Regions from separate parts of the Macaca mulatta genome. Here all the other regions are linked to region 1. Evidence: chromatin contacts called from public Hi-C data. All regions are on one chromosome and are shown on one strand. Each heading gives the region's core, a stretch centred on a gene start, on an enhancer-like site or on the middle of the called end of the contact. The rest is flanking DNA. Distances are from core to core; before and after follow the strand shown. Region 1 holds the start of SFR1 (SWI5 dependent homologous recombination repair protein 1). Region 2 overlaps STN1 (STN1 subunit of CST complex). Region 3 holds the start of SLK (STE20 like kinase). Region 4 holds the start of GSTO1 (glutathione S-transferase omega 1).

Region 1 (7,334 bases), core at 2,620-5,119:
GGCCAGAGTTCGAGACCAGCCTGGCCAACATGGTGAAACCCAGTCTCTACTAAAAATGCAAAAATTAGCCCGGCGTGGTAGCAGGTGCCTGTAATCTCAGCTACTCTGGAGGCTGAGGCAGGAGAACTGCTAGAACCTGGGACGTGGAGGTTGCAGTGAGTTGAGATCACGCCATCGCACTCCAGCCTGGGTGACAAGAGCGAGACTCAGTCTCCAAAAAAAAAAAAAAAGTGTCTAAATATCTTTTAATTAAGTTGTCATTCTCAAAGATATTCTGGAGCAAAAATCAGGAATTAAACATCTATAAATTCTTCTTCACTTCTGTTATAGTGCAGCAATTTATCATCTAACCCATAGTGGTCTATCAATTGAGTAAGGCTCAGTTTCTTGTTCTCTTCAGACACAGCTGACTGCAACTCATAAAGCAACAGCTGGCTACAACTTCTCCACTTCTTTATTAACAACTGTAACTGAGACAGATCATTCTGAAACAGAAAAAAAAAAAAACCATGTATGTATGTCAATAACTAGTCATGCTAGTTCAACTTAATTAAAGTTGTTAAATTAGTGGATGTGCAGGTTTAAAGGCTAACATACACTGGGATGAATGGGACTTCTATCTAGGAAAAAGTAGGATGGTCATATGTAGAATGGTTACAATGTCATTCAACTTGAGTTCAATGGCTATTTTGTTGGCTCACGCTCTGGACCATCCTTATGATAAGGGAAAAATCAAATCATTAAATTGGGCCAAAACTATGTCAAGAAGCAGTAATACAGGGAAAAATCTACTCTATTACAACTGTACCTTTTTAAAAATGACACTATACTGTACTTTGCACTAAATTTTGCTATGAACCTAAAACTGCTCTTTAAAATTACAAAATTCTAGTTAAAAATATTTTTTTAGGCTAGGCATGGTGGCTCACACCTGTGATCCCAGTACTTTGGAAGGCCAAGGTGGGAAGACTGCTTGAGCCTAGGAGTTCAAGACTAGACTGTGCAAAATAACAAGACTATCTCTACAAAAAAATAATTTAAAAAAATTAGCCAGGTGTGATGGCACATGCCTGTAGTCCCAGTTACTAGGGAGGCTGAGGTGGGAGGATCACTTGAGCCCAGGAGTTCAAGGCTGCAATAAGTTAGGACTGTACCACTGTACTCCAGGCTGGGTAACAGAGACCATGTCTCTAAAAAGAGAATGAATAAATAAAATACACTTTTTACTCCTAAATTTTAAAATACATTCAATACTCCTAAATTTTATTTTTAAAAAACCCTAAAATTTCACGAGAACAAATGAGATATGCTATCTCATCATTTATTCCACATAGTTGGGGGAAAATGAGCTATTGCATATATATGAATTTTCCAGGTAATAAAGGTTATCTCCTTCCATGTACTCAAGTTCTATTTAATTCAACCTATATGAGTTGAAATCTAAAATCTAATATATATTTGTTTTTTTCTCAAATAATATGGCTGAATCACATTAATTATTTGGGGGAGACACAAGATCATAAATAAAATACCTTTTATTGTACTCTACAGCCCATTTTTAGTTTTACTAATTGACTGTCAGCTTTCACTTCTGTTCCCGTCGTACTTGCATCTAACATTTAATACTTCTAATATTGCTGTGGGCTAGAAACTAGAAAGAAAAGTTTAACTGCATATTAAATAAGAGCTGAGATTCTTAAAAAGTTTTACCTGGTGTTTAAGGGCCTTTTCTACTCTAAATCTGGAGTTGAATTAAAGTTGTTGGAAGCCAGGTTTCTGAATATTTGGCTTATTGCTTATTATGATAAAAAAACAAACACACACCTTATTTTCTATTTTTGAAATTACTTTCCTGCAATTTATGTAAAAATAAAAATGATACAATGGTCCCGAAATTCTTCTCACCTTTGATCTATACATTTTGACTAGTTTTAGCCTCCGAAGAAGGTCTTCTTTCTCCTGAACCTGCTTCACCAATTTGGCTTTTTCATCGTTTAATCTTTGTTTAGGAAGATTCTCATTCATGAACTCATTTTGGAGAGCACTGCATGATCCAGAATGAAGTGACTGAGATTCACAGACACTGAGATTCTTCAAAGTATTTTTCAAATTTGTATTTTCTTCAAATTCACTATCTATGTGTTTAAAACTTTCTTGAAATTCCAAACAGTTTTCCTCTGTGGAAGATGCTGGTTTGTCTGAAAAGGTCTGATCATTTTCTTCACTCTCTACTTTAAGACGTTTCACCACATTGTAACAGGAATTAAATGAAGATCTTGTTTTCCTTAATCTTTCTCTAAGTGTTGCACTCATAGGCTATAAAGAGCATAAAACATTAAAAATGTGAATCAAGAAAAACATTCTTGATGTCAATAAATCACCAGAAATAAAGGCCTTACATTTCTGTGCTAGACACCACTAGATGGCTTTCTGTCTCCACATCTAAAGAAGGCATCACAAAATGTCTTTAATTTCTGGAAGCTCCATTTGTTCTATTTCCTTTTTACTTCAGCAAGATCAACACCTTTCTAAAAGTGTTGAAAGGTTTATCCCAGTAATCAAGGAACATTTGTTCAGTAACAAGCACATGCCTGACGGTACTCCAGGTGCTTCAGAATTACAGAGTAAGGAAAAGACCTAGACCCTGCCACTAAAGACCTTCACAATATTGCACAGATTCTAACTTTCTCCATTAATCTGAAACTAACTGAAATGAATTGATTCAAGAGGAAAATATGGAAAGGGGCTGGTGGGTGTCATATATGTGACCTTAGAAGAAAAACATAAAATTGTTTAATAAAATGTCTACTTATTTATGCTACACATTATGTTAATTAACAACCTTCAGTAGAATTTAAACCACCACTGCCACAATACTTAGAAACACACAATGGATCCACTGGAAGGACAAAGATTTTCATACTTGTTTTCGTGAACTATTTGTATAGGGAGATGATGGATTCGCAGAGGCCTGAGGAGTGCTAGGTAAAACCACAGCTGAGTCTGACGAACTTTCCATCTTGAAAGTGAAATCTTGGTTTTTCTCTAAAAAAGAAAAATTATTAAATGAGAATCAAATTAGCCACACCTCTCCATAGTCGATTTTTATCAAAGAATATATTTTATTGGTGTACAAAGCATCCACAAGTAAGCCAGATATTTCTTCTAATTTCACTTTGTAATTCATTATTGCTCTTTTTGCAGTTTTCCATTTACCTTCCCACAAAGGGACCACTAAGATTTTCATGACACATCAACCAGCTAGTATCTCATAGTCACAACTCTCCTTGTTTTCTTTTCATCCACCAAAATATATTCAAATTCTGCCTTGGAAGAAGGGAATAACAGCTTTAATCAGGAATTCTTTATGATGACAGCTTCATAATTCAAGAAGATATAGCCGAAACTTTGACTCAAAAACAATAGGACCTGAATGTCACCCATCCTGAACTCTACAAGCTGTGACTAGAACCCGTTACCCTGCCGGCCCGAGGCATAAGAAACACAGCGGAGATGCATTTACGCCCTTTTAGTTTAAGCAGCGAATAGGCACTGAAAAGGAGAGTGGACTGAAATTGCTTTCTCCGACAAAGGCATCAACTTTTGAGAGGCAAACCAGGGGCGGGAGTAGTCCCCTCCTTCCCCCCATTGCAGAAAGCCCACTAGATCCCCGAAGACCCCATGGATGAGGTGAGGTTGAGTTCCCCAGACCCGGAAAAGGAGCTCAACTCGACTCCACAGCACACTCCCGGGGAAGCCCAGGTCTCAGGTAACCCCCTTCCCCTCAGCTGAGTACCTCCCTCCGCCATTCCCAGCGAGAGCAAAAAGCGCGCGCAGCTGCGGCCGTAAATCGATCCTGTGGCAGGGGCGGGGCCGTGCGGCTGGCGTAGAAGACGCGCAATTGGCCAGACTGACTAACGCGCGAGACGCCGCTTCACTCAGCGACTCAGAGCGGCGGGACTGCGCGCGCGCCTCCGCCAGCCGGCGGTTGGGGCGGGGCTTGGCCACACGATAGGCGGCCTAAACGCGTGATTGGCAGAATTAACCGGTGCGCGCGGCTCTCCCTGCCCAGCGCCCGAGGGCAGCGGGAGTGCGCGCGCGCGGCTGTGATCCGCAGCAGGTCTTCGGGGCGGGGGAAGCTGAGCTTTGGAACGACCAACCGATCCTGAGGGGGGCGCGCTTCCGTTGGCGGCTTCTCTTGTCTTATTTTCAACCGCCTTCCCTTCAGGCTTCCTTGTTTTTGTGCGTCTGTGAAGTGCGCCTGAAAGTGCCTCCCCCTGCCTCCGCCAGCCCGCCGCCTCCATTCTCTGGCTCCAGTCAGTCTCCTCTCCCCGCTCGTCACAGAAAAGGCTTTCCTCAGATGTGGCGCGGCCAGAAGCCGCACGGCTGGCTGCATGTTAGATTTACAGCTTGTGGACTCCCCAGAGGCAGAGACCACAAGAACAGCGTTGGGTTCCAGCCTGTTGAGAATGAAACATGTTAGAAATCTATCCGAGAGTCCTGGCACTTTAGCTGAGCTCATCGCTAGCTTTTTTGGCTGCCGCAAACTCGGCGGTCCCGTCGCTAGGTTTTTTTTTTTTTTTTTTTTGTAAACAACCGTTTCTGTACCTCAGTATTCAGGCTTCTTAGCGTGACCTCAAATCTTTTACTCAAATCTGAGGGAAAATGTAGCCCAAGGAAGTTTGTTGTGGCGCAACACAGGAAACAGAACAATCATTACATGAGATTGTGTCGGTGCAAAATTCAGATGTTTGAGACCGATAGGGCCTTTGCCGGCCACCGGGCAGCAGCATCCCCAGTCGAGAAAATCCACCCCCCCGACCCCCCGCCACGCTTCCAGTGTGGCGAGGTTCTGTTGCTACGCGACGACAAAGTTAGCTACACTGGGTGGAGCACTGGGTTTAGGGAAAGAGTTGTGTAACTTCTGAGTCGCGTGGAAGTTGGGAATTTCCAGGGGCTAGTGTTTTCAGTCCTCTTATTGAATGGCCGTTTTAAACATTGATATCGTCTCTTTACTATTAATAACATCTGACAGTAATGGCTTAGAAGTGGCCAGAAGGGAGTTACCTGAGCCTTAAGCAGTCAGGTATAATAATTACAGAACCTGAGGACTACTTAAGGGAATGATTAGGGGCACAGACGTTAGAGTCAAATTGTCTAGGTTCAAATCCTGGCACCCTACTTTATGTTGTGCCTCAGTTTCTTCATCTCTTAATATGGGATTGGAGAATTAAATGAGAACTGGTAAGAGGCAGCTAGAACAGAGCTAGGTATCTAGGAAGCAGTAGTTATTTTATATATTCAAGTGTATTCACCATTCCCTAACTGATTTAAAGGAATGTATCACCTTCACTTACCTTTCACCCCTTGATTTAGCTCCCATTCCCCGAAAAAGCACATATATTTTTAAAAGATGCTGTTATCTGTAAGATCCCACACAATGTAAACTATAAATGGCAGAAAATGCAGAGCTTCACATATGATTAGTAATACATATTTCACTCCTAAAAATTTTTTAAATTACATAAGTTAACCCCAAGGAATTTACAAAGTGGAAGACAGAACTCATGATTTTGTGATAAAGGTGTTACTCATCTCACCAAGCTGCAGGTCTCAGTCTGTACATTTATTTCTCCCTTTACTCATTCATTGGCATCAGTTAATCTCAAAGAAAAAGCATAATGATTTGTCCTGACAGTAGAAGCACAATGCAGACTCTGCATATTCTTTATACCTCCTGGCATAAGGGGGAGATGTTTTTATGACTGGCTAAAATCAGCTGCTCCCAAATCCTTTTACCTTTACAACCTAAGCTTAGAGCTGTGTTTTTCCTGGCTGCAGAAAGGAAAACAACATCTTGCCTTGCAAATGTTCTGACTTGCTTATTATGTGAACTGGTATCTTAAAATGGAATTATCTGGCCAGATTTTCAAAGAACTTCAGAACAAATACTCAGAAAAACCTGTATTTCAGAAATGTGCATTTGTTGACCTACCTCTCTGGCTTTCATGCATTGTTAGAACTGAATTATCTCCCTATACATAAGTTTGTATTTTACTTAATCTTTTCACGTCACAAATTGGAAACCCAGTTTCCTCGGTTTCATGTCAGAGATCTGGAATATAGCCCCTATACTTTTAATTGTACCTTTAGATAATGCATATCATACATTTCAGTGTCTTTAGTGACTTGAAATCTATTAGCCTGTGAAGACTTTGGTGTTTCTGACACAGGACATTGTATGTTTCCTATGAAACTTTTCAGGAAGGAAAAAATACTGGCCCAGTGAGCCAGGAAGTAAAGACTCCTTACCCTACCACAGAGAACAATTTAAGCAATAGAATCCAGTAATAATAGTAATTAATATCAACTCAAGTCAGGCTTTCCATGTATTTTAAAATTTCTTCAGTCCCCAAGGCTACTGTTGGCTACTTTGTTACTCATCAGGGAGTGGTAAAATGCTTCGTTCTTGTCTGTAATTATTGGTGGGATGATGATGTAGACCTAAAATCTTTATGAGGTTTTTTTTTTTAATTTTTTTTGTTCTTATTCTTGTCTAACGGCCAGAAAAGAATAGTAAATAGCCTCTCTTTCTCTGTCTCTCTCTACCTACACACAAACGCACAAACACACGTACTTTTTAGCCACAATTAAAATGTTCGTGTTAATTTTTAAATTCTCAGCTTTAGTATTATTTTGTAAATCTTAACAATAGTCTCAAGGTAACCTAAATTATATTCCCATAGACTTTTCTGTATTGACAACATTTTCTGTGTGATGTGGACATAACTAGTATCCATAGGTTTTTTTAAAGAAACAAAGACATAGGCCGGGCGCAGTGGCTCGTGCCTGTAATCCCGGCACTTTGGGAGGTCAAGGTGGACTGATCACAAGGTCAGAGACCAGCCTGGCCAATATAGTGAAATCCTGTCTCTACTAAAAATACAAAAATTAGCCAGGCCTGATGGTGGGTGCCTGTAGTCCCAGCTACTTGGGAGACTGAGGCAGGAAAATTGCTTGAACCTAGGAGGCAGAGATTGCGGTGATCTGAGATCGTGCCACTACACTCCAGCCTGGGCGACAGAGACTCCTTAAAAAAAAAAAAAAAAAGAAAGATAAAAATACACACTTCTGAAACTAGGATTAACATCCACTTGGGTGAGGAATTGTGTAAAATCCACATGATTCAGTTGATTTATAATGTCCATTAGGACAAATTAAACAAACTAAATTTAATACAAATTTATAACACCGGAAAATCTGCCAAATTCTCTTAGCTGACTTTCAACACTTCTTATGACAGTTGTACATAAGTTGAAAATACCCTTCAAAAA
Region 2 (7,334 bases), core at 1,519-4,018, 210 kb after region 1:
ACAGCCCTGGGACCATCAGGGACTCCCTGCTCTGAGCAGCCCCTCTGTGTCCTGGCCCCACGCCAGAAGAAAGCCTCTGGGTATCAGTGGGTAGGTTCCCTCTCAGCTTTCTCCGCTGGCAGGAAGTTGCCTGCCGCCATCTGTAGCCTAGGTTTTGAAAACAGAGTTATAAAAAGAGAAGTTTTGGAGTTGTAACCTGGCCCCAAAGGGTAGTGTTTTGTAATCTACTTACTGTCTTTTTTTTAAAAAAATGCTATTGCCAGTTCAAAGAAATGGCAGCTGATTTCTTAGAAAAGCACTTGTTTAAAAAAAAAAAACAAAAAAACAAATAAGCCTTTCTCATGGTTTCCTCTCGCTTTCCTTCTTCTAGTTGCTTCAAATATAGTCCTGTGTTTGGTCCCCCACTATAATGACTGTTTTCAGGCCCCTTGTGAGCATTCTGCACAGAGGGGTATTCACCAAATCTAGTGGGACAGCACTGGTTTTCTCCCGTCTGCACTAGTACAAGCTTTAATGTCAAGCTTTCTACTTAGGACCTGTGAGGAAAAGACATTGGAATTTCTTGGGGCATTGTCATTTGTCAAGGACTGATTCTTAAGTCTAGAATTTCAGCAAACAGCATGGCATTGATTTTTTTTTACACCCCTTGCCCCCTACAAGTTAACATTTAATGAAGCAGAAAATGTGATCATGCATTATGTTGACTTTGCTTTTTTTAAATTTTAGGTGTATTTTTGTATAATGGACATCCAATAAAACAGGTAGATGTCTTGGGAACCGTCGTTGGAGTGAGAGAAAGAGATGCTTTCTACAGTTATGGAGGTAAGAACAATTGTGTCTGAAATGAAGTTGATGTAGAAGGCTGACCCTTCTGGGCTGAAAGTTGGATTTTAGCAGCCCCAGCCGTTTAGAGTAGCTGGGGACCCTCACTAAGGGCATGTACTTTCTCTATGGGGTACCCCTTATAGCCCCAGACATGGGCTAAGAATAAAATGAGGCAACGGATAGGAATGATACTGATGAATTCAGTGAGGTGACAGCTGCTGAGGCACTAGGACGTGGAAGAATTAAAATACAGCCCCCTAGGAGCACCGATGGACAGGGCGCAGGGGGGCGGGTACCTGATGCCCAAGGGTATATCTGTAAATAGCAAAGGGTGGTAATATATGGTTATGTGGATCACTTTAAAAAGCAACGACCAGATTAATGTTAAAGTAGATTCTTTAACAACACAGGAAGGTGTGAAAAATAATTTTAAAATCTTTATATCTAGAACAGTTAACAAAAAGCCTTTTGATACTCAAAGGGATAAATATCCATTATCAGAAAGTTTATTTTCCCTCATGATGACAGAAGCTTAATAAAGGGTTTCTATATTATGGACACTAGAGAATTGCTCACTTGTGATTTTAGTGTAATAGGTCCTTATTTTTTCATTGAGTTGATTTTTAAGCGTTTAAGATATTGCCTTGTACAACTCCAAGCTTCTCTGTAGTCAAGAGCCCAAGATAGATATTTTGTGGAAAACTTAACTTTAAATTCCATACCTTTGCTGAAATTGACGTTGTCACTTTTTGTGCTATGCCTTGGATTTGTATTCTTACTCTTCTTGAGGAAAGATAGAAGGCAGTTGAACTTTGTGACCAAGAGCATTTCATTGGCAGTCCCTGCATGATTGATAATTTGTAGATACAATCTCATTACATTTCTTTACATGTACTCATTTTCCTGAAGAGTATTATCTTGTGCTTTTAATAAAATAATGTGAAAAATAAAAGCTCTTATTTTTTCTGCTTTTTCCCAGCATGTGTGTGTGTGTGTATATATATATATATATATATAATTTTTTTGTTTTTAATTCTGAAAAGGATCACCTTGTCAGACATTCCCAAACTGAATCTCTTCTCTGCTTTATTTTGCCAAAGATATTGGTCCTGTTTTTCTCCAGACAACTCAACAAATATTTACTAAGTTCCTACAGTGTATCCAGCTGTGGGCAGTACACTGTAGTATAGGAGAGTGCTTCCTCTCGAAATGCCAACGATGAAATAATAGCGTCTTTCAATTTGCAAAGCACTTTTATATGCATGATTTCATATTATTCTACCCCTAGTCTTTTTCAATAGAAAGTACAGGTACTCATTTTGTAGATGAGAAAACTAAGGCTTAGTAACTTGCTCAAGATTCCACTGATGGAGATTTGTGGGTCCATTCTGTTTACTGACTCCAGTGTGTTCAGTGGTCTCCATATAACTCAGTTTGATTTTTCTCTCCTCTTTCTTTCTTCCATCCCCCACCCACCAAAAAATAAATAAATAAATAACTGCATTTGATTTTTAGTTTTCTGTTTTTCAGATCAAATAAATGAGGCCGTTTGAGGACTTTAAAATCCTGGCCCTAGAACCAGGCTAGATATTAAGCCTGCGCCTAAAGGAGCTTCGCTTAACCCCTTTTCCCATTATAAAAAGATGAAGGCACTATGATTGCCTCTTCTCCAGTAAGCATTTCCCTCTGAGTGAGTGTCTGAGGAGCATGACATATCTGTGGGCTTCAGGAAAATAAAAAGCATCTGACTGCTGAAATTATTGAGAGCAGAGAGGCTTTTGCAACTTTAATTCTTGTGGAGAGCTGCCCCTCTCCTTGCTGTCCTCAGGCAGAACATGGCTTTTGGGCCAGCTGCCAGGTGGCCACTCCCTGCTGGTCTGGGTTCTGCTTCCCTTGACTCACCGCAGGCCTGTGCTGGGGGTGCTTCCTGCTCACACTGACTCATCCTGCAGCTGAAACAAAAGGCCAGTGGCCCAGGCGGTGCTGTGTAGCTGTGGAGTACGTTGTGCAGCACTGCAAGGGTGCCTCCATTCAGGGGCATTCCAGCAGCCAGACCTCTGGGCACCAAGGCACTCGGTCTGCTGGGAGAGATCACAAACCTGGTTAGTCCAGGGATTGGTGACAGTGCCCAGAGTGCACAGAACACTTGGTAGCAGCTCAAGCTTAGACCTAGAATGTTGGAAGGCTACAGTCAAGAACAGAATAACCTCACATTCTCTAGGACAAATGTTCATGTGCTAATTTTTTTTTTTTTTTTTTTTTTTTTGTGGTCCAGGCTGGAGTGCAGTGGTGTGATCTTGGCTCACTGCAACCCCCTCCTCCCGGGTTCAAGTGATTCTCCTGCCTCAGCCTTCCAAGTAGCTGGGACTACAGGTGCTTACCACCATGCCCAGCTAAGTTTTGTATTTTTAGTGGAGACGTGGTTTCACCATGTTGGCCAGGCTTGTCTCGAACTCCTGGCCTCAAGTGATCTGCCCACCTCGGCCTCCCAAAGTGCTGGGATTACAGGCATGAGCCACTGCTCCTGGCCTGCTAATTTTTTTTTTTTTTTTTTTTTTTTAGCTTTCTATTATAAATCAAGTTTTCAACTGCAGAGAAGTGGTGTGCCTGGAAGTGTCATGCATTTTTTTTAACGCAAAATGTCCTTATTCATTTTTTGGATTCTTAAAATGGTGCTTCCTCATTATAAAATAAAATTTCAAACTAGAGACAATTTTAATGAAGTATATAAAAATCATGTGAAACACTATAAATCAGGCAAAACAATGTCAGTGTTTGGGTGAACATCCTTCCTCATTCTAAACATGTTCCCAGTATCAAAGAAATATAGAAATGCCTGTTTCCTTAGTACTATTGTACATGTTTCTTTCTCAGTGTTTCTGAAATTAGGCTTAACAGTCAACGTATACATTGAATGTGGGGTTCCTTCCCCACACTCCAAGAGAAACTGCTGTTAGTATTTAATGTCTTAAAATCATTTCTGTGAAAATACACTGTTTAATGTTGCACATAAATTGGATTATATATTTCTGTTTTACAATGAGCCATGTATATCTTTTTATTCTCATATAGTACGTCATTGTAATTTTTTTAACCATATTTATAAACATTTAGGTATTTCCAAGTGTCAGTATTATAAAGAATACTACAGTGAACAGCCTTACATAAGATGTGTGTATCTGTGTACTTATTTTTGTTTTATCTGGAAGTAATTGTTAAGTCAAAGGACATGTACATTTAAAAACAACTTTGAGAGGCAGGGTCTCACAGTGTTGCCCAGGCTGGAGTGCAGTGGCTATCACCGGTACAATTGTAGCACACTGCAGCCTCAAACTCTTGGACTCAAGCAATCCTGCCTCAGCATCCCGAGTAGCAGGCATGTGCCACCGCATCTGGCTTACATTTCACAATCCGATGCATGTTTCCAAACTTGCTCGTTAAGATTTAAATTTTAGAAATTTGTTACTAATTTATACTTCCACTATCAACATATGAGGGTATCAATATTTTTAATATTTGTCAATTTCATTGTTGATAAATTATTTATACTTGCTTTTTTTAGTGGTAACTAGTGAACTTAGCATAGTGACGTGTTTTTATTGGCCATTTATAGATCTTCCATGAATCACATATTCTTTTCTTTGCCACTTTTTCTCTTGTGATCTTGATCTTTTTCTTATTAGTTTATATGAGCTCTTTATTTATTTTTTATTTTTTGAAACAGGGTTTCATTCTGTTGCCCAGGCTGGAGTGCAGTGGCATGATCATGGCTCACTGCAGCCTTAAACTCCTGGGCTCAAGCAATTCTCCCCCCTCAGCCTCCCAAGTAGCTGGGACTACAGGCACATACCACCATGCCTGGCTAATTTTTAATTTTTTTTTTTTTGGTAGAGATGGAGTCTCGCTGTGTTGCCCAGGCCGGTCTCAAACTCCTGGGCTCAAGTGATCCTCCTGCCTTGGCTTCCCAAAGTGCTGGAATTATAGGCATGATCTACCATGTCCAGCCTATGAGCTCTTCCTATATTAAATCATTGACCCTATCATTTGGAATATTGCTATCCAGTATTAGTTTTTAGGTGGTCAGACTTATCAGACTTCTTTAATGAGTTCTGATTTTAAGAGTCTGCTTAAAGAAGCCTCTCCTCACCCACTATAAACCCGGGGTTAAAGGTATTCACCCATATCGTCTTCTCATCTTAAGTTTACCTCTTTTGTATTTAATGAAATGAAACCCATCTAGGATTTATTTTAGTATAGGAAGTACTCTTTTTGGCTTTTTCTTCAGCGTGGATTTAGGCCAGCAGTAAAAAATTTTGCCTTAGATTTCTTCAGGATTATGTGTGCTTTTACAACAGTCTAGTGGATTTTTTTTTTTTTTTAATTATGAGACCCACTGACCCCATGCTTAGCAACCTCTGTTCTGAGTTTGTCAGAAATTAAGCAAAGAGAAATGCCTGTTATTCCCTAGCAAACATCTCCAAATTCCTCTATAGTTGTAAATATAACTGCAATGGGAATTGTTTGATTTTTTGCAAAAATTAGATAAACCAGGAATAACATAAGCCAGACTAGTACTGTTTTTGTGGCCAGGATATAATTATTTTCTATTATGAAAATAAAACGGTACCCTTCTGTGATGTGCTTGGCTTTCCTTACATCCCCTGCAGTGGTGAGGACTGGGCAAAAGATCTTTCACAAAGAGAAACCCAGGCCAAATGACTTGGAACGCTTTGTCTTGGTAAGTCAGCACGCTAGCAAAGAGACTGTGACAGAAGGCTGCACCCTAAGTGCGTGTGCCTCTAACCACAAACCACACGATGCTCTCTTGTTTCAGGGTGGGAGAGAAAGGCTGATTTTGTATGTGAGCAGTCATTCAGTTTTTGCACTTAACTTCCCAAGGCCACCATTTTTAGTACAGAGGTGTAGACAAGCATCATGAGGGTACCCTTGAGGGTACTAATCATTAGTACCTTGAGGTAGGATAAGTGAAATGCTGACCATATCCCATTGGGCTTGTGTATTACATTGAGTTGTGCAGACAAGCAGTTTATACTCATATACAGTGAGAGGTTGTTTCAAAAGTGGAAGGAGAGTTTGATAAGGGATTTGCTTCTCCAGGCTATTGAAAGAGGTCATCTTTCAGTATGGCTGAATGCAATGACAGTATGCTAAATCACCAGCCTTGCCCAAATCTCTCTTCTACCCTTTTACTTTTCTCTTGCAGTGGATGACAGCACTGGAGTTATAAACTGCATCTGCTGGAAAAAGTTGAATACTGAGTCTGTGTCAGGTAATTTTATTTGCCACATTCCTTTACTTTTCACCTAACTAATGGATTTTACTCAACGTAGTTCATCAAAACAGCTACAGGACTAAATTTTCACATTTATCTGCTGGTGAGTTACACTGATCTACCTGAAGCACTATACCCAGAGCTTTGGCTGCTCTGAAAACTGATGCCATAGGAAAGCCACTTGCTTTTCTTTCTCCCATCTCTTTGGTGCTCACTTCTTCCTAAGCCTACAGGAATGTGAGTAGGTTACCCCTGTTCATTTCAGCAGTTCATTTTTACCATGCCCGTTATTACATAAGTCAAGGCGTCTTAGCCTAATTGCTAGCCAAGTCTGATTCCCCTTGTCCCAGCCATATCACTTGACCAAAGAACATTTTGATGACTGTTTCTCTCACATGGTTGCCACTAACTTCTGTGCTGCCATGGTCCAGATTTCTTGAAATCTCTGTGTTCAAACAAATAATACCAGGAATTCTAAGATTGAGAAGGTAAGATAGGCTTCCTTTGGAAGTTATTCAGTAAGTAACATAAATTAAAAGAACTTTAAAATTGTATAGTGAACACATTGACTATAACTGAAACATTTGGTGTTGCTTGAATATATTTTCATAATTTTTAGATACTTTTTTTTTTTTTTTTTTTTTTTAAAGACAGGTTCTCACTATGTTGCCAGGGCTGGTCTCAAACTCCTGGACACAAGTGATCCTCCTGCCACAGCCTCCCAAAGTGCTAGGATTACAGGCTTGAGCCACCACACCTGGCCCAATTTTTAGATACTTTTTAAAGTTAAGTTCATAATATGAAAGAATATCATGCAATATTGGTGATGGTTTTTGGTTCTAGAGAAGCTACGAAAACTGGAAGCTTGTTTTTTCTGTGTTTTACAACATATACAGTATAGTGCCATACACAGTGGGGTTATTCAGTAAACACTGTCTGCTCTAATATCTAGCATCTAGTATCTATCTACTTGCATTAGATATGATAAGAATATCTAATGCTTGGGGTCATTTCTTCTTTTTTGCCGTAATGTGTCAGAATCTCAGCTTTGTACTTTGACTGTACTGATCAATGGAATGCTCATTTGCTTAATTTTCTGATGTATTTACATTTAGAATTTGGCCGTCAGTTTCATGTAACTTTGGAATTCTAATCCCTAATTTGGGAACATCTAAATCAATGGCATTGCTTTGGTGAGGAAGGTTTGTAGGTAGAT
Region 3 (7,334 bases), core at 1,315-3,814, 160 kb after region 1:
CATCTTATGTAGCTCTTGCTGAAACCCATACTCTACCCTCCACACAAATAACAAAGCTTATTTTGCCAACTTCCACAGCATATGATAGCTTCCACGATAGCATTCATATGTAGATAAAACACATTCTTTCATTTCAACAAGTAAACAGATACATCACTATATGCTAAGGCAGTGGATGAACCCAAATACATATCAAAATTTTGGCCCTTAATTTTATTATAGAAACATAAACATATTAACTGTAATAAGTGACGAGTGCTATAATAGCCATGTGAACAATGTGTTCTGAAAGCACACAGAGAGGAGTAGATACTTCAGCCTGGATAAAGAATGAGGACTGGGGTTTTGACATGATGCATTTGAGGCAGGGCAAAGGCAGAAGTATAATGGTGCTTAGAAAGTAGCCGGCAGCCGGGGATGGTGGCTTCCCGCCTGTAATCCTACCACTTTGGGAGGCCGAGGCGGGCGGATCACCTAAGGTCAGGAGTTCGAGACCAGCCTGACCAACATAGAGAAACTCTATTTGTACTAAAAATAAAAAATTAGCCGGGCGTGGTGGCACATGCCTGTAAGCCCAGCTACTCCGGAGGCTGAGGCAGGAGAATCGCTTGAACCCGGGAAGGGGAGGTTGCAGTGAGCTGAGATCGCGCTATTGCACTCCAGCCTGGGCAAAGAGCGAAAAAAAAAAAAAGGAGTGGGCAAAATGCTCTCATTTCTTCCAGTGACTGTTAAAATAAAAAACAATACTAAATATGGGCTCAGAAGACCTGAGTTCAAGTCTAGGCTGAGACTCATGTGGCTGTGAACAATTTCAATATCTTCATCTGTGAAATGTGGATACTAATACTGACCTGCCTACCTCACAAGATTTTTATGGGGGCCAAATTATTTGAAAGTACTTAACTTCAAAGCCCTGTATAAACGTAAGTTATTTTCTTACGTTTTCACTTCTAGGCAACCCTGTGGGTCCTTCCCCTAAACGCTGTCTCATAAAAAATTCGCCCTTCAGGATGAAAATACTCCAATGACATCATTCATATGTCTAGGAGATATATTATTACTAGGAGACCATATTACTAGGAGATAGTAAACAGTTAACATTAGTGCCTTCAGGTTGAAACGCCAAGCTTCTTCCTATTGAAATAAATATATGCGTGTGTGTTTTTAATTTCTTAAGCGCTGATACTTCTAGTCAATGCTTACTATAAATATATTTAAAACTAGTACCACATGAAGGTCTTCTTTTGGAAATTTTGTCAGAAATTCCATTCCATTTTATAGTATGCTGTAGAGCAACCAACTCAAGAAGAGACCGCAAGTAGCAATCACTTTGATCCCAACTAGTTCTGTATTAGCTCTAGATACAACCAGAAAAATACCCTGGACCCTAAAAAGGGAACTGTTACACTACAAGCATGCACGCGAATGCAGGCAGTAGACAAATCCACTGCAAAGTGCAATGAGTTTCTCATTCTAAAATACCTGAAGGGCACAACCAGACCCCTCCTATAAATTAAGGAACACTCTCATTTCCTTTGAAGTTCCACAGAGTAGACTTTATAACCCTGTCTCCCTTTCCAATCGCTCTTTAAACTCCATCCAGGCCCCATTTTGTTCCGTAAACCCGACTTCTTACCTACTCCTTGGATGACCAGCCAAGTAAAGTTGCATCGAACCATAACAGTCAAAAGAAGGAGCAAGAGACAGGAAAGGGACTAGGGGAGCAGAAGTCCTCCCGCCACTCCAGGGCAGTGGCTGTTTTATCTTCGCAGTACAACTTCCCGTTTTCTCCTTCTTACCTTGTACACCTTCCCAAAGGCTCCGTCGCCCAATTCTCCTATAATCTCCCAAAAGTCTTCGGGATTCAGGTCCCTCTTCACGTGTTCGTACTGCTTCTTCTTCTTCTCGCTCCCCAACTTGAAGATCTTACGGAAATTGAAGAAGGACATTTTTCCTCCCAACACAGAGTTCCTTGCACTTAAGGACTAAAAACAATAAAAGGCAAAGTTTCTCCTCCCTGCTCTCCCGCGCGAGCCCGGCTGGCGGCGGCGGGCGCGGCGTCCCTCGGCCCCCGCAGCTCCGGCCGGGCGGTCCCGGGAGAAGGCGGGGCGGCGACCCGGGCTCCGGCCCGCGGTGGGGGTGCTGCGCGAGCGGCCCCTCCGCCAAGCCCGGCCCGCGAGCGGCGCGGTGGGCACCTCGCCTCCGGCCCACCCTCCGGGAGCGGCACCTGCCCGCAAGCTCGCTCCCACTCGGCCTGGTCCGACGGGTCCGAGCGGTCAGGACGCCCGTGGCGGCGGCGGCGGCTTAGGCCCGTGTCACGGCGAGTCTCCAGGGGCGGCGGCTACTCCGGGAAAGAGAAGCGGCCGGCGGCCTCGGAGGCGGGCAGTCGAGGAGCCGAGCCCTCCCGCCTCGGGCTGCGAGCCTAGGGTCTCCTCCGCCGCCGTCCGCTCCCGCGGCGCAAGGCCCGCGCGTCCCCTCGGGTCTAGGGCGCCGCCGCCGCCTCCGCCGCCTGGCTCCCTCCCTAGCCCACACAGCCTCGGCCTGGAGCGCGCGCCGACGCCGACTCCGTAGCGCGCCCGCGCGCTTTCCCGGCTGCGCGCCCGCCCGGTCACGCGCCCTGCTCACCGCGCGCTCGCGTTGGGGCGTCCCCTCTGGCCCCGCGCACGCGCGCTGGGTCCCGCAGACTGGCTGTCCCCGAGGGTTCGCGTGAGCGGAGCACCGGGTTTGGGGTGCGGGGGCCTCGTGTGATGGACGCATTTGCTCTTTGGTCCCTGACGATTGTTTCTCATTTGCCCTCCAAGGCCCAAATCCTGTCAGTCCACGACCTTGGTGGAGCGGCCCCCGTGGGCAGGACCCTGTTGATTGTGCTAGCGGATGTTGCCTCCATTCTGGATCTGGGAAAAACTGTGGAGTGAAAGGCCGACCTATTAGGGTTGGGACCCGAAAGCGGACTTTTCCGCTCTCAGATGGGCCCCAGGTACAATGAGAGGGGAGTTTGTGTGGTGGTTGTGAACTTGAGCTTTGGAGAGAGAGAACTGTGACCTTGGGCAGGTAACCTCTCCGAGTCTCAGTTTCCTCGCTGTAAAATGAAGATCCTAATAGTCCCTACCAGAAGATTGTGAATGAGGCAATGGATGGAAGCCTTTTGCGCGGCCCCTGCACCCGCAAACGCTCAATCTTAGTTCTTACTCTTGTTGTTTTAAGTGTGCAGGCAAGATAGACACAGATACCTAAAAATTGTTTAACATAACTTTTTTTTTTCCTTTTTTTCTTTTTCTTTCTTTTTGAGACGGAGTCTCGCTCTGTTGCCCAGCCTGGAGTGCAGTGGGGCTAACTCGGCTCACTGCAAACTCCGCCTCCGGGCTTCACACCGTTCTCCTGTCTCAGCCTCCGGAGTGGCTGGGACTACAGGCGCCCGCCACCACGCCCGGCTAGTTTTTTTCTATTTTTAGTAGAGACGGGGTTTCACTGTGTTAGCCAGGATGGTCTCGATCTCCTGACCTCATGATCCACCCGCCTTGGCCTCCCAAAGTGCTGGGATTACAGGCATGACCACTGCGCCCGGCCCCCACTTCTCAAGTGATGACTGCGACACTCCCTTGAGGGTAAAACTAACTTATGGCCACCTCCACAACTGTAAACCTGGTGTCACTCTTGGTGACTCCACCTCAACTAAGGCCCCCACTTCCTGATCTGCCTCCAGCTCCCTTGGACAGCACTCTCTGGTGAGGCAGTGTGGGCGTTGGCTGGAATCCGTCAGGTGGTGACCTACCTTCTCCTCCAAGGCAACTCTTTCAACCCAGATGTTTGTTGTTCATCACAATATACAAGTACCCAGCAACATTCCTGGCATATAATAGGAAGGCAGATCTGGTGAATGAATGAATGAATGAATGGCGATATCTGGAGCAGAGACAATGTATATATATTGCTGTTTATGTAATGTCCGCCCCCCCAGTCATTTTGCCCTCCAGCCCCAAGATGGCATAGCAAAACCCCCCTTCCAGTAAGACGCTTAAGATGATTCAATTCCTTGAGATCCTTCTGTTTTGTAAAGTGTTATTGCAATATATTAATATACAATAAATTGTACATATTTAAAGTGTGCATTTGTTTTTTTTTTTTTTTTTGCTAGTACTTTTTTGCTTTTATTTTTTTAAATTATACTTTAAGTTCTGGGATGCATGTGCAGAACGTGCAGGTTTGTTACATAGGTATACACGTGCCATGGTGGTTTGCTGCAACTGTGCACTTTTATATGTTTTGACAAATGTATAGACCTGTGAAAACAACACTATAATTATTTTTAATTATTATGATTTATGGAGAAAATGAAATGCTTAAAAAATAAAATTAAAAGTACTATAATTCTACTATCCAGACATGACCGTTGGTAAGAACTTACATTTCAAAACAGGATTTTTTTGTCTGTGCATTAACTTTTTTCAACATGGTTGAGGTTTGCTACATAAAAAGGTTTGCATCCTGCACTTCGCATATTTCAATACAATTAATAATTGTTCTCTTCCATTATAAGATATTTAGATTATAATTTCTCTGTTTTTAATAAAATATGGATAAATATCTTTGTACACAAATCTTTTCCCACATACTTGATTATTTCCTTAGGATAAATTACCAGAAGTAGATTTTGGTCAATGGGTATATGTCTGTTTCCTTATTTTGTTCTTTTCAAAATAGAAAAGACTTTATGATTTTGTCAATTAAAAGATAGTATATTCTTGGCTGGGTGGAGTGGCTCACACCTGTAATCCCAGGCTGAGGTGGGAGGATTGCTTGAGCCCAGGAGTTTGAGACCAGACTGGCCAACATGGCAAGATCACATCTCTACCAAAAATTAAAAACAAAAAAATTAGCTGGGCATGGTGGCACTTACCTGTGGTCTCAGCTACTGGGGAGGGTGAGGCAGGAGGATCACTTGGGCCCAAGAGGATGAGGCTGCAGTGAGCCATGTTTGTGCCACTGCACCCCAGCCTGGGCAACAAAGCGAGAACTCGTCTCAAAGAAAAAATAAAATAAAAATAAAAGATAGTATATTTTTGTTGTAAATAATTCAAATAATACAGACATTAAAAACTAGGAAACTGTCTATAATTCTGTCCTCCTTCCTTCCCCGCTACTCATAGTTACCATCGACCTAACCACTGTTAAAAGTTAAGCCTGTGATGATGGATATGTTTATGTATAGACAGTAGTGGTATACAGTTATCACCCAACTCATCTAGTTATATACATTAAATATGAACAGCATATTGTATGTCAATAATAATTCAATAAGTGGTTTTTAAAAAGTCACTAGCAAAGCAAAGATAAAGTTCTAACACCATTAAGAAATAGAAATAGGCTGGGCAGGGGGGCTCACACCTGTAATCCCAGCACTTTGAGAGGCTAAGGTGGGTGGATCACCTGAGGCCAGGAGTTTGAGATGAGCATGGCCAATATGGCAAAACCCAGTCTCTACCAAAAACACAAAAATTAGCCGGGCGTGGTGGTGTGTGCCTGTAATCCCAGCTACTCAGGAGGCTGAGGCAGGAGAATCACTTGAACCTGGGAGGTGGAGGTTGCAGTGACCTGAGATCATGCCACTGCACTTCACCTGGGCAACAGAGCTAGACCCTGTCTCAAAAAAAAAAAAAAAAAAAGAGAGAAAGAAAGAAATAGAAATATTCTCATAAATTTTTTCATATATTATGAAAAAAAGAAATGGAAATGAGCCTCTTGTAAAAGCTTCTCCTTTTAATAAAATAATACACATGGCCAAATAAAAAAAGTTAAGCCTATGAGCATGAGAAAATTTTGGGGGACAATAAAAAAGGGTTTATAATTAGATTATGGTGATGATTGTACACTTAGAATGGGTGAATTATATGCTTTGTCAATTATACCTCAATAAAACTACTTTGAAAAAGTTAGGCATATATATTTTTTTTCTGTGTGTGTGTGTGTATGTGTGTATTTATATATATATACACACACACACACACACACATATATATATATATATATATTTTTTTTTTTTTTTGAGATGAAGTTTCACTCTGTCGCCCAGGCTGGAGTGCAGTGGTGCGATCTCGGCTCACTGCAACCTCTGCCACCCGGGTTCAAGCAATTCTCCTGCCTCAGCCTCTTGAGTAGCTGGGATTACAGGCGCACACCATCACGCCTGGCTAATTTTTTGTATTTTTAGTAGAGACAGGATTTTGCCATGTTGGCCAGGCTGGTCCTAAACTCCTGACCTCAAGTGTTCTGCCCGCCTAGGCCTCCCAAAGTGCTGGGATTACAGGTGTTAGCCACCACACCCGGCCGCACATATATTTTTTAAAATATAAAACCGGCATCATCCAACACAGATCGTTGACATCTTTCCAAGCCGCCCCAGATAGATCTGTCTAATCCTTTTTTAATAGCTGCACAGAGTTCTAGTGTCTAACTATGCCGTAATTTATTTAAGCATTTCTCTGTTGACAGGCATGGCAGGCATCTAAGTAGTTTCCAACTTTTTTGTCATCATACGCAGTTCCACAGTAAGCATACATATACAAGCATCTTTGCGTATTTGTCTGATATATTCCCTTAAGACACAATTCAAGAAGTGGAATTGATGAGTCAAAGACTGTATTAAAATTTTTTTTGCTCTGTATTGCCTAACTGGCCTCTAAAAAGGTTGGTGGCCAAATATGGTGGCTCATGCCTCTAATCTCAGCACTCTGGGAGACTGAACCAGCAGGTTTGCTTGAGCCCAGGAGTTCCAGACCAGCCTGGGCAACATAGTGAGACCCTCATTTCTACAAAAAATAAAAAAATTAGCCAACCATGGTGGTGCATACCTGTAGTCCCAGCTACATGGAAGACTGAGACAGGAGGGAGGATCACTTGAGCCCAGGAGGTCAAGGCTGCAGTGAGACATGATCGTGCCACTGCACACCAGCCTGGGTGACAAAGCAAGTCCCTGTCTCAAAAAGAAAAAAAGAAAAAGAAAAAGGTTGGCATATGAGAGTGTCAAATTTCATCACACCCTCAGTAACAACAAGGTATTATCCATCTTTTTTTTTTTTTTTTTTTTGAGACGGAGTCTTGCTCCGTTGCCCAGGCTGGAGCGCAGTGGCGTGATCTTGGCTCACTGCAACCTCTGCCTCCTGGGTTCAAGCGATTACCCTGCCTCAGCCTCCCAAGCAGCTGGGATTACAGGCGCCTGCCACCACACCAGGCTAATTTTTTGTATTTTCAATAGAGACAGGGTTTCACTATGTTGGCCAGGCTGGTCTCAAACTCCTGACCTCAAGTGATCCACCTGCCTCAGCCTCCCAAAGAAT
Region 4 (7,334 bases), core at 2,927-5,426, 150 kb before region 1:
TCTTGACAAGTGTGAGGTTATTATGTGATTTTGATTTGCATTTTCCTGATGATTAGTGATAAGCACTTTTTCATATATGTGTTGCCCATTTTTATGTCCTCTTTGAAGAAATGTCTATTTTTTTAATTTTTAATTTTTTTTTTACACTCTGTCTCCCAGGCTGGAGTGCAGTGGCTTGATCACAGCTCACTGCAGCCTCAACCTCCTGGGCTAAAGTGGTCCTCCTACCTCCCGAGTAGTTGGGACCACAGGCGTGCACCACCACACCCAGCTAATTTTTTTGTAGAGACAGGATCCTGCCATGCTGCCAAGACTGGTCTTGAACTCCTGGGCTCAAGTGATCTGCCTGCCTTGGGGTTATAGGCGTGAGCTACCATGCCCAGCCTGAGAAATGTCTGTTTAAGATCTTAGCCCATGTTAAAATCAGGTTTTTTTGTTGTTGAGTTGTAGAGATTCCTTATGTATTTTGGAGATTAACCCCTTACCAGATATGTGGTTTGCAAGTACTTTCTCCTATTCCATAGGTTGCCTTTTTGCTCTGTTAATCGTTTCCTTTGCTGTGTGGAAGCTTTTTTGTTTGATGTACTCCCATGTGTTTATTTTTGGTCTTGTTGCCCAGTCTTTGGTGTCATGTCCAGGAAATCATTGCCAAGGCCAGTGTCATGAAGCTTTTCCCCTATGTTTCTTCTACACATTGGCCTTTTTTATATTGCTTGAATTTGCCAAATGTGTTTCCACCTTAGAGTCTTTGCACCTGATGGTCCTCTGCCTCCTCTGCCTGCCTTTTCCTAGGTCTTCCCAGGTCAAACACACATCCCCAGGCCCTCCCTGACCACAGCTCTGAAGTTGCTGAGCAGCTTCAATTATATGATTATCATGTTTTACTTTCTTCATTGAATTGATAATGTGTGTCTGAAATTACTTTGCTCACTTATTTACAAGTTTATTAAGTTATCTTCCTAGAATGTAAGCTCCACGAAAGGTGGGATCTTGTGTATCTGTTCATAGTAATAAATAAACATGTAAGTGAGCAAAATGCTAAATAGATATAAATACTCTGAAGAAAATAAAAAGTTTCAGATAAGGACTTAGTAAATATTTTTGTTTTGAAATATTTCATATGAATGAATGAATGTATCAGTGGAAATGCTTTAAAACTGTCAATAAGATACTCCATTTATGGCTAAGAGGTATCTTAGTTATAAATCATACGAGGCAACTAATTGAATTGTGTCCACTACCCACTATATGAGAACCAACATAAAATTCAATTTATTTTGCTAATTTGAGTAAAGAGTTTCTTGGTTTTTACAAAGATATTAAAGAATCCTTAAAATCCACCCACAAGACCAGGTGTGATAGCTCGATCTGTAATCCCAGAACTTTGGGAGGCTGAAGTGGGCGGATTGCTTAAACCCAGGAGTTCAAGACCAGCCTGGGCAACATGGTGAAACCCTATCTTTACAAAAAATATAAAAACTAGCCAAGTGTGGTGGCACTCACCTGTAATCCCAGCTACTCAGGATGCTGAGGTGAGAAGATTGCTTGAGCCCTGAAGGCAGAGGTTGCAGTGAGCCATGATTGCACCACTGCATTCTAGCCTGGGTGACAGGGTGAGACGCTGTCTCGAAAAAAAAAAAAAAACCAACAATCCACTCACAAAAAAAGCTTTCAGATTAAATCTCCATGCACTGATTTTTAAAAAACATGTTGTCTGAGTAAATCGTACAAAGTAAACCAAAAAGGAAGAAAACAGGTGAAGTCCAGGCTATAGTCAGATTGTATTTAGGTCTATCTTGTATGTTGCCTGAGACAGTAGAGGAACTAAGAGAAAAGAGCCAAGTCCATATGATCATCAAGGCTGAATAAATATTCAATAGAACAAATTACTAAAAAAAAAAAAATAGACACCAATACCTTTTGTTTTCTATTTTTCCATCCACAGCTGTAGCTAGAACAGCGTTTCATTTAAGGATTTAAATACATAATCCCCCATGGAAACAAAGGAACATCCAATTTGAACATGAGCACAGGTGTGTGTATAATTTAAAAGGTTCATGTGCTGACAGAATACTGGACGCTTAGGTACCAGCCATTGCAAAAAAAAAATTAAAAAAAATTACTTGGCTGCTTGCCAAAGAATTATCAACATTTTTGAACTATGAAACAAACAAAAACTTTTGTTACTATGAAAACAAAAGGCAGATCCTGGGCTTTTGTTCTTAAAAAAAAAAAAAAGTATCTCAGAACACACATGCATTTTGGTAACCTGGCATCGTGAGCCAACAAGTCTATACACCTGCCACAGCAAGTTGGAAGATGCAACTTTTAGAGAAAACCATGCTTTGTTAAGTCATATCATGTGGTTAGAATCTAGTACTTTCCCAGTAAAAGCCTCCTAGAGGCTCCAGCTTAAAACTGGTCTATTAATGTAGTAGACCTTTGTTGTTTGCACTGCCTGGAAGCTGTTAACCACCCTCTTCCTCCCTTCTACCCACACTATTATGGGAAGATACTTCCAATGTTCCTTTGGAAAACTGCCCCAGTAAATAAGGTAGGGTTGTTTCAGACTAAAGGTCCAGGGTGAAGCACATAACCCAGGACTTTGTGCCTCTGAATCCAGCTGTGTCATGCTCCTGGACTTTTCAATTAAATGAGTACCAAAAAAGGTCTTTTTCAATTTCGATTAAATTAGATTTCTCTTAGTACAATAAAAGAGTTCTATTACAGCAAATATGACAGTGTTTTTGATAAACATTACTAAATAGTAAGTATTCTGTGTTCAGAATCATAATCTCATCCAAATGAGAGGCATTTCTTAGTGAAGTAATGACAAATCCCCTTCAAATGTATTTTTTAAATGCATTTTACCTTTCTTTTAGGGAAAATAATTGCCTACTAAAGATTCTCCCCTTAGAAAACTAAAATTAGTTCACAGACACTAAACACACAGAAAATTTCTTAAGAATGGGGGTTTTGTTTTAAACTTCCACAGAGCCTTCCACACCACAGGTATCTAATAAATGTCTAATCAACAGACATTCAAAGGTCATGGGAAAGGAAGTGGTTCCAATGGATACTTGGTGTCAGAGAAAAGTGAAGTGACTGTTGCATATGTCCTGTGGATAGCCCGTAAGTCAAAAACTACGCTAGTTTCAAAACAGGCTCTGCAGAAGGATGAGCTAGACAGACACTTCCCTCTGTTTGACTCAACCAACAGCCCAATCCACAGGAATATGTGCAGTAAACTCAGCACTACTCTAGGAGGGTCAGGGTCTAAACTCTGCTGTACTGGGGTAAATTACTATTCCAGGAGGGAACAATACATTCAGAATAACAACTAACAGTTGAGCTGGAATAAGAATGGGGAATCACAGTAGGGCGAAAGCAAAAGGACTCTGGACCAGGAATTTGCGACCTACCAAAGCTGAAAGAGCTGCTGCCGGTTATTACCCGGGCAAATCACTAACATCACTGGAGCCTCGGCTTTTCTAATCCATTAAATGGTTGGTTAATCTAAATGAGGTGTCCCAGACCTGGAGTCTTGTCCTAGACCGTTGGAATCTGTGGTCTATTTTTCCTAGGGGAAGGGTCTATACCTTGCTGTCTCCCAAAGGGCGGAGAATAATGTGCAGTAAAGGACGCTGGCGGGAGGCGGGTAGAAAGGGGCTGAGACCCCACCCCACGCCGCCGCCTGCAGCAAGCTCCCGGACAGCTCGGGGAGCGTGCCCCGCCTGGGTGCCCACCTGATTCCCTTGGCCTTCAGGACCAGAAGCGTCCTCTCAGCAAACGGGCAGAACCTCATGCTGTAGACGCGGATCGAGCCCTCCGGGACCGGCCCCGGGGGCGCGCTTCCTGCCGGGGAGAAGCGAAGGCGATTACGGCCCAGAGAGGTGTCGAGACCCCCCCGTATCCCACTGCCCCCGCGTTCCACTGCAGCTCCGACCCGTTCCCCGCCGGTGGGGCGCTCCCGGGAGGCTGGGCTCCCGAAGCAGCCTCGAACATGCCGCCAGGGGTCGCCGAGATCACCCCTCTTCGCGGCGGGCAGGCCTCACCCTTCCCCAGGCTCCTGGCAGACTCCCGGGACATCGTGGCGCAGCGCAGGCCGAGCTCCTCTGGCGTTTGCAGGCGATTCAGGAAGTAGGTCGCCCGTCCTTCCCGCCCTCCTTCCCTCCCCGCTTCCTCCCTGGCTCAAAAGTGCCTGCCCCGGGCGGCCGCCAGCTCCACCCGGTGTGCCTTCCAGGCTTTATGGGATAGCTCTTAAAATAGCTTAAGGGGCTGTGTCAAAGCATCTCGCTGGCCAAGAGATGCACCCACAGGGAGATGCACAAAAGTTCTGAATGCTCAGAGTCATCCCTCCGCCCCCGAACGAAGGGGCCTCCACTCCGCCCTCCATGGGGCCCCACGTCTGACGCTGGCCCTGACCTCCCTCCTGTGGCACTGACCTCGAAGCGCCACCCGCTCCGTACCAAGGCTTCACGGCTTCGGAGCCTGTGGCCCGAACTCATGGCTCACTCACCGGTCCAGAGCATTCTCTCCAAAGGCTCCTGTTAGCTTGTGAAGGGAAAATAAAAATCTCCGGACCCCAAAATTACTATGCCAAAGGGAAGAGTCAAGCTTGGAAACTGAGTCAGGCAACACTGCCTCCCATTTTGTTCCTAAATAGATAGCTACAAAGATCAAAAGCCACACACCTCCCCAAGGGGCTTGTTTACAAGGAAATTCCTTGTGGGCCCCCAAGATCTTTACTCTAAAACAGATCAGTTGAATCTCATCCTGGCAATGTAAACTAACGGCTTATCTTCCCAAGTACGGGACAAAGACAGGTCTAGGAGTCATCCTTCCTCTCGCTGGAGAAAAATGCATATTTGACTGCTTTCTCTACCCTATATTTAATCTTGTAAAAATGCAGATTCACCAAGCACTGGCATAACTGACTACTCCTCTACGACCTCCTTTCGCGAATGTAACATGTGCTTTCAGTGAATGCTGATCAAAGGCCCCAAAGAATGCAACTACTTGCCCCTTTGAACTACCTTCCCTTTTTTCTTTCTTTCCACTTTCCCCTACTGCCTGCTCTTTCCCCTTTAAATATTGAAGTCCTCAAGCCCTCTTTGGAAAGAGCACAGATCACAGATGTTCCCGTGATTTTGTGTTACTTTTTCTCAGATGTGTCCTCAACCTTGGCAAAATAAACCTCTAAAAGGATTGAGACTCACCTTGGTCGTTTCCTTTGATTTACAAGCTCATGTATGCCTTGCTGCAGGGTTGCCCAGCCACCTGGACAGGCTTTTCCTTTTTCTGTCAGTACTAGCTTAACGTGACTACTGGGAGGGCCTCTGTCCCTACTGTCACCTATAGGATACATCCTTTTCATTTTAACCCACAGGAGACAGCACAAGCCTGGATATCATCAACCTCAGAATAATGGTGCTGCTTTCAAAACTCTCCCACTTACTAAACATTTGTGTTTGAAGCCCTGGTAATGTAACTGAGTACTCCCATTTTTCTAAGAGATAGAGGATGAGTTATGTTTTACATTATTTGTTTCTCCCATCTTTTCTCTTTTCTCCTTTCTCCCTGTTCACCACTTCCTACTTAGCTCTTTAGAAATGCGATTATCATCTTTGACCTTCCCTTCACTGACACTCCGTACAGGGCAAGCTTATCTAACTGGGTGTTTACTTAAAAGCTCCAGAGCAGGACTCTCACCCACCAGGAGACTGCCTCCAGAGATAACAGTCAATTTACATCCAAAAGTCCACTTTACAAATGACTTCTGCCTATAATGGCACCACCCAGTAGATAAAGCACCACAGTGAGTCGTGCAAACTCCCACCCACTCGCTCCCTCCCCAGCGTGCAATTCATACCAACTCCCCCCTTTAAAAGCCCCTGCTTTCTGCCCCAGAAGCGAAGTGGTACCCTTAAGGCAGGAAGCCTGTTGTTATTCCCGTAAGCCAGCTTTGGAATGAAAAATCACTTTCTTTATACCAGACTTTGCTTTTCTTATTAGTAATTGGACTCTGAAAGAGGCAAGCAACTGAACCTGCATTTCAGTTAAATAAGGGCACAGGCTCAGAATCAAGCAGGTGGGATGAATGAATTTAGTCTTGGGTCTGGGAATAAAGGTCTGGCCAGAGAGTCCTCTCAAACAGCTCTTTTAACTTAGGGGTCAGGAAAGAGGGGTTCCAGGGCCATCATACAGGTGAGGAAAAAGACTATTCAGTGATTTCCCTGTTTGCCTAGATTCGAAAGCTGGTAACTCCTGTGCCATTTATTGGGGTGGGATGAGGGTAGGTGTTTATCTTTATTTTGATTAGCCCTATTACGGGAGGAGCAGAGAATGAGGTGAACAGCACCAAGTCTTGGAGCAGCCCGCCTGTTTTGATCCTGGCTCCACCCCTGTATTCAGTGGCTAGGACTAGGGTAACAAAGTACTGCAGAGTGGCTTAAACAACAGAAGTGTGTTGCCTCACAGCTCTAGAGGCTCCAAGTCCAAGACAAAGGTGTCAGCAGGGTTGCTGCCTTCTGAGGAGGGAGTCTGTGAGGGAGTCTGTTCCGTGCCTCTCTCCCAGCTTCTGGTGGTTTGAGGGAATCTTTGATGTCCCTTGGAGTGCAGAAGCACCGCCCACCCCATCCGTGCCTTCATCTTCATTCACACTCCATTGTGATCTCATTTTAATTTAGTTACATCTGTTTCCAAATAAGGTCACATACTGGGGTACTGGGGATTAGGACATCAATGTATGAAACTGGGGGGAGCACAATTCAACCCGTAACAACCACTTATTAACTGTGAACATGGGCAAGTCACTAACCTCAGTGTGTTTCAGTTCCCTCACCTGTAAAATAAGGTGGAAAACATGTTATGCCTCCTGTATAGATGTTACGGGAAAGGGGTCCTGATCCAGACCCGAGAGAGGGTTCTTGGATCTCACATAAGAAAGAATTCAGAGCGAGTCCACCATGCAAAATAAAAACATTTATTAAGAAAATAAAGTGGTGAAAACAGCTACTCCATAGGGGGTTCCCGAAAGTAAGAGAATGAAGGTGCCCACCCCAGGTACAACGCCTGTATACATAGGATGAAAAAAAGATCATGGGGAGATGTGCTCTGCTACTGTTATGCCCAGACCGTTTATTCCCCGAAGAAGACCACCAGAGTCCAGAGTCAAAGCTAAGCAGCAAGGATCTTTATTACAGGTTCGAACCTGGAGCTCTCACTTGCTCGTGAAACGAGACGGGCAGGAGAGCTCCCCTACTGAGCTCCGAACAATGTTATATAGTCTAAGGAAAGTAGGCATAGAATCATTATACAAATTAGAGGTATGA

The links. Hi-C and Micro-C count contacts between places; a contact is called where the count stands out from the background.
Region 2: a Hi-C map of CD4 T cells shows a contact between it and region 1, with 4 times the contacts expected there. The contact joins the enhancer-like site here to the promoter of SFR1 in region 1. A contact is called at or near these places in 3 of 14 Hi-C or Micro-C datasets (CD4 T cells, blood and fetal cortex germinal zone).
Region 3: a contact with region 1 is called in a Hi-C map of fetal cortex germinal zone, with 4 times the contacts expected there. The contact joins the promoter of SLK here to the promoter of SFR1 in region 1. A contact is called at or near these places in 5 of 14 Hi-C or Micro-C datasets (blood, cortical neurons, fetal cortex germinal zone and 2 more).
Region 4: a Hi-C map of liver shows a contact between it and region 1, with 2.6 times the contacts expected there. The contact joins the promoter of GSTO1 here to the promoter of SFR1 in region 1. A contact is called at or near these places in 2 of 14 Hi-C or Micro-C datasets (fetal cortex germinal zone and liver).

Annotation. Positions count from the first base shown.
Region 1 is chr9:116,278,634-116,285,967 of T2T-MMU8v2.0, reverse strand. It overlaps SFR1 (SWI5 dependent homologous recombination repair protein 1), which reads right to left and starts at 3,869. Exons shown (of 4, transcript XM_077947471.1): 1 at 3,712-3,869; 2 at 2,924-3,045; 3 at 1,906-2,316; 4 at 1-485. The coding sequence starts at 3,019. The coding sequence ends at 294.
Region 2 is chr9:116,063,820-116,071,153 of T2T-MMU8v2.0, reverse strand. It overlaps STN1 (STN1 subunit of CST complex), which reads left to right. Exons shown (of 10, transcript NM_001266590.1): 3 at 727-822; 4 at 6,050-6,115. Among named protein-coding and RNA genes, the nearest start is that of STN1, 10 kb to the left of the region's middle. Within about 2 kb of position 2,768, at least 24 of the 40 cell types and tissues checked have an H3K27ac peak or open chromatin away from gene starts, as enhancers often do. A contact at or near this core is called in CD4 T cells and blood, where this site is marked.
Region 3 is chr9:116,120,948-116,128,281 of T2T-MMU8v2.0, reverse strand. SLK (STE20 like kinase) reads right to left here and starts at 2,564. Exons shown (of 18, transcript XM_001114185.5): 1 at 1,800-2,564. The coding sequence starts at 1,949.
Region 4 is chr9:116,425,084-116,432,417 of T2T-MMU8v2.0, reverse strand. GSTO1 (glutathione S-transferase omega 1) reads right to left here and starts at 4,176. Exons shown (of 6, transcript NM_001260555.2): 1 at 4,056-4,176; 2 at 3,747-3,855. The coding sequence starts at 4,089. LOC144331342 (a long non-coding RNA gene) reads left to right here. Exons shown (of 2, transcript XR_013398403.1): 2 at 1-689.